Regions from separate parts of the Capsicum annuum genome. Here region 2 is linked to region 1. A link is a contact called in public Hi-C data. All regions are on one chromosome and are shown on one strand. Each heading gives the region's core, a stretch centred on a gene start, on an enhancer-like site or on the middle of the called end of the contact. The rest is flanking DNA. Distances are from core to core; before and after follow the strand shown.

What was found. Hi-C and Micro-C count contacts between places; a contact is called where the count stands out from the background.
Region 2: a Hi-C map of leaf shows a contact between it and region 1, with 2.9 times the contacts expected there. The contact joins the promoter of LOC107873030 here to the promoter of LOC107873034 in region 1. A contact is called at or near these places in 2 of 5 Hi-C or Micro-C datasets (leaf and placenta).

The regions. Positions count from the first base shown.
Region 1 is chr6:168,708,325-168,711,024 of UCD10Xv1.1, reverse strand. It overlaps LOC107873034 (histone-lysine N-methyltransferase ASHH2), which reads left to right and starts at 1,368. Exons shown (of 18, transcript XM_016719743.2): 1 at 1,368-1,681.
Region 2 is chr6:169,037,085-169,039,784 of UCD10Xv1.1, reverse strand. LOC107873030 (protein EMBRYO SAC DEVELOPMENT ARREST 30) reads right to left here and starts at 1,333. Exons shown (of 10, transcript XM_016719730.2): 1 at 656-1,333. The coding sequence starts at 820.

The sequences.
Region 1 (2,700 bases), core at 119-2,618:
TCAGTACAATATCATCAACAAATAACATAAACTAAGGCATCTCCCCTTGAATACACCGCTTAAAATATCCATTACTAAGGCAAATAAAAACAGGCTAAGAGTCGATCCCTGGTGCAACCTTATCAAAATAACACAGGCACCCTCTAGCCTCCATGCACCTCCACAAAATTTTTCTGGGACTTTGTCATACGCATTCTCAAGATCAGTGCCACCATGTGAAAGTCCTTCTTCTTCTCCCTAAACTGCACCACTAATCTTTTCACGAGGTGAATGACCTCCGTAATCGAGCGACTTGACATGAAACCGAACTGATTCTAAAAAATAGTCACGATTCTCCTCAACCTCAACTTTACCACCCTTTCCCAAACCTTCATAGTATGATTCAACAACTTGACATCCCTATAGTTGTTGTAACTCTGAATATCCCCCTTGTTCTTATATAATGAAATCATTATACTTCATCTCCAAACTTCAAGCATCTTCGTCGCCATAAAGATGATGTTAAACAACCTTGTCAGCCACTCTAAACCTGCCTCTTCAGTGCACTTCCAAAAATCCATCGAAATCTCGTCTGATCCAGTCGTCCTACCCCGCATTCTATGAATAACCCCTTGACCTCCTCAACCTAGATACGCCTACAATAACCATAATCGATACATCTATCACTTTAATTTAAAAGAATTCGAAGGTGAGAGCAACTTTTTATAATTTCAATTTCACCCTTGCCATTTCAAAAGACATAAAATTAATAAATAATCTTTATAGGAGAAAAAGAATAAATTGTCGAATATCTCTCTCTCTATATTTATATATTTCAAATGATGGAAAAAAAGGATTAAAAGTATTACTCTAAAATGTTAGGAATTGTTTGGTACATTCGATGAAATAAAAAAATTATCTCAAATATATATGAAATAACTTATTCTATTCTTGCAATATAAACGATGTGACAAATAACCTTGAAAGTAACTAATTTTGCAAGTCTATCTTTATCTTTTGACATTTTAAAATATTTTTAATTATAAAAATATACTCATCAGTCTTAAATTATCTATTCCAAATTTTCTAATTTTACTTGTCTTTTTCCATTAATAAAAAAGAGATAATTTTTTTTTTCATGTTTTACCCTTTGCATTAATTATTTTTTCTTCAAATTAGAAATGTAAACATTATTTTATAGGGGTACTATGATAAACTAGTCATGTTATTAATTATTTTTCTTAATTAATAAGATATCTTAGGGACGGAGGGAGTACAATTTATAAGAGTAGGAGTACTTTTTAGATACTACACTAATTTTTATAATCATCTGAATTTTATGTTTACTTATAAGATTAAGAAGCTAATGATAGAATTCATAAAGAAAATTAAGTAATAAGGTTGACCTCGTATCCAGAAAAATAATTACTCCGATTCTACCAGACTACAACCCAATAATAATACTAGTAGAAGTAATAATCGGATAAAATAAAATACGCTACCTAAAAAGAAAAAAGAGAAGAAAAGCTGAAATGAGTTCCGTTCCGGCGGAGCCCTTTTGCTGACATCCCCCAAAAGTGATTCCTCTTCTCTCTCTAAAACGCTTCAATAAATATCCCTTTCTCTCTCTAAAAAAAAACTATAATTATACTTCCTGAAATTGGTCTTCTTACTGTTCCTCAACTCTCTTCAAATTCACCAGGTATAATCTTTATATTGATTCTTCTCTTTTTCTGTTAGTTTTTTATTTTATTTTGTATATGTATATTTATTTATCTGCATTGGTGTTGTAGCTTTGGTTTTAGGGATTTTTGGTTATGTTGCCTGCTTAGGGTTTACTTTTATTGCTGTACGGGACTCCGTTACTTTTCTGTTTTCTCTGTACAGACGTACGAGTTATCATTAAGCTGCCCGGACACCACGGTTATTAAAAAAAATGGTTTTTTAGCTCAATGCAGCAAGTGATCACCTTCTCATCCGTACAGGTGGTGAGTAACCCTGCCGCTAATGCATAGGCAGGTTGGAGACATCGCCTAGTTTGATTGACCTGCTAGGTGTTAATCCTGGTTTCGTCCATTGCTAGGCACAAAAACTAAGTGTAGATAAAAAGAAAGAAAACTAAAATTGAAGTTGTATGAGTATGTGCTCGTGCAAGATATTTCAGTAGTAATTTTAGGTTAGGAGTGTTGTCTTGCTTTTCGAGGGTTTAGGATTGTTGGTGTTTGTTGTTGTTGTACAAGCCGTAGTATTGTAGTCCCTGCTTATTTTGTTGTTGTTTTTATTTCTCTCTGGTAGACTTTGCACTATTTCCTTGTTAGTTGCTATATTTTCTTTACCGTTTCCTTCTTCTTTGTACCTGGACTTGCTGCACTTGAGCGGAGGGTCTTTCGGAAACAGCCCTCTACCTCCACGAGGTAGTGGTAAGGTCCGTACATTCTACCCTCCCCGTACCTCACTTGTGGGATTTCATTGGGTATGATGTTGTTGTTGTTGTGGCTGTTGGAAAGAGGTGGGCTGCCTTATTTATGTTTAGCAGATCTGAAAATATTGGGTCATGCACTGTTTGAATTGCTTAAACTTCCTTTAGCATCTGTATGCACTGGACACTTTTGTTAATTAAAAATGTTTAATTAATGTCATACCAAGCTAGTGACACGGTATCAGACTCCACGGGATTTAATCATTATATGATATGGGAAACAGACTTTCTGGACCTAAAGA
Region 2 (2,700 bases), core at 84-2,583, 330 kb before region 1:
GCTCAGTACCGATAAATGGTGCTGTTTATAGATAATTTGTACTCCCTCCATTCAAAAATACTTGTCATGATTTCCTTTTTGAGAGTCAAATGATATTAATTTTGACCAACATTTTAAGATGTATTTTTTTATCATATTGATATAAGATAAATCGCAACTTATAGTACTTCCCGCATAGCTTTTGAATATCCAAAATCTTACTTTAAAATATTGAAATAATCTAATCTAATTCATCAGTGAAAATTAGTCAAATTAACTCTCCCGCCCCGAAGCATGACAACTATTTTGGAATGTTGGGAATAATATTATCTACATGGACATACTACTGTCTTCTACAGGTTCTTCCCCATAATTCAATAAAAATATCAGCTTTCATCAAGAAGTGAAACATGACAACTATTTTGGAACAGAGGAGGGAGTAAATATTCTCTACATGGGCATACTTTGTCTTCTACGGGGTCTTCCCCATCATTCAATAAATTCATCAGCTTTCATCAAAAATTAGTCAAATTGACTGTCGAGAAGCGAAACATGACAACTATTTTGGAATGGAGGGAGTAGTATTCTCCGTCTTCTACGGGGTCTTCCCCATCATTCAATCAATCAATGGGGCAAAGAAATCAATTTAATAGATGTCTTGTTAATGATAATTTACCTTTCTGGTGGCTAAAGTAGGAGTTAAATCGTCAGTAAAAACGGCGGTAATAGCAGTGTATTGTACAAGATCAGCACTGGACTTAGCAAGAAACAAGTGAACCAGCAATGAAACAAATGATAACACAAGGCCTCCTAATGCTGCCCATTTAATCTTCGATTTCATCTCCAATAATTTAATACACCAATTCAACAGAATCAGCAACTAGAACTTGATAACGATAAATCTGTGAATCTAGAAATTCATTTGGGCCAATTGAACTTTTATTAACAGAGAATACAAAAACTGAAAATGAATATATATATAGAGAGAGAGAGAGAGTTAATTTGAGTGTTTATGAAGGAAGTGATTCGAATAGATCGAGGAGTTAATTGAAAGTGAAGGGAAATTGGTGTGGTTAGGGGAGAGAGGGAGAGAGAGAGTGAAGGGGGGGTTTAAGCGGATTTAGGGAGATAGGGAAGAGGAGTGATGACGATTGACCGGTCCTGAGGTGAGAGCTTTCATATTCTGGAGCGCAACATAGCACAGGCATCCGCATGACTATGACCAAGAGGCAGCAGGTCAGTTCAAGATTTCACAAGTTCGAACGCCACCCCAATATTTTTATTATTTGTTTTTTAGTTTATTTTAGAAGAAAAAATAAAATAGTACAAACAAACAAACTACATTAACAATTACAGTTCTTTTTTTTTTTTTAATAAACTAGTATAGGTTAGTCATTAAAAATGTTAACCTAGTCATTGAAATAATAAAATTGATCAATTTTTATTGTATCACATTGACATAATTGATGTAAATTAATTATAAAATATTAAATATAATTTTTTAACGAATAATTCCAAAAAGTATACCGACCCCCAACCCACTCCAACTATCCCAAAATCAAATCGATATTAATGAAGATAAGGAATTGTGTGGCTACTAAAAAAAATACTTCACTATCTAAAATTATTAGATTGTTAATATTGACTTTTTTTAACTCATCAACTGTACTGATAAAATTATCAAGTGCTCTTCTTATTAGTACAAAAATAAAATCGATATATTTATTTTGTTCAATTGTCTATTTTCTATTTTTAAACTTTTATTTTATAGTTCAGATCACTTTAATTTGAAATATATGGATAGTAATATATTTATTATCTAATTACTTCATTATATTCTCTAAGTTAGTTCAAAATCTTTATCCTTCCCCACTCTCTATTTCTATATCATCTTTTACTATATTTGAGTTACTTTTCTCAAAATATTTATCCTTTCTCACCCTCTATTTTTACATCATCTTTTACTGTATGAGTTATTTTTCTCTAGTATAACTTTGAATTTGTTCTTTTTGTGATAGACTTCATAAGCTATTGAGTTTTCTTCTCTTGTATTTCAAAATATAAAAATTTGAATTTGAATTTACGTTCATTAGATTTTTATATTTTAATATCTATTTAATTTGTTATTTATAGAGATTTTAGTTACCTGAGAAAATTGAAGGAAAGATATCATTTAAGTCTTGAATGAAGGATTGTCGACATTGACCAACTTAAAGATCAAACATAATTAGGAAACTTGATCAAGTTAATTGTGGACTTGATTAATAGTTTCAAAACTTTCTAATCTTTTCAAAAATACAAATCAACTCACTCCCCTCTCCTCTCCAAATCAACTGTCTCTCTCATCTCTCTCGACAGTTTCTCTCAACCAACAGTTCTGTAAAATTTTTCTCTCCTATCCCCAGCGACTTCAACCTCCGACAATAAATAGTTAGGCGAGTTCTTTTTCGACTTTCAACCGCCAATCGACGTGATAGCAGTGTTCTTCGGCGACAACAACTCGAGTTCTTCGTCATCCCATTTTTTCTTTCACAGGTAAAAATTTGTCTTTTTAGTTATAAAAAAAAAAAAACTTGCGTCTCTTCTAGTATAGGTTAACAATTTCAATATTTCTTGCTTAAATTTGAAATGTGGACTGAAGAAAATCCTAATTTCTGGCATTTCTTCTCTACTATTTTCAGTGTGAAATATAATTTGTTGTAGTTATTGTAGTTCTTGTTG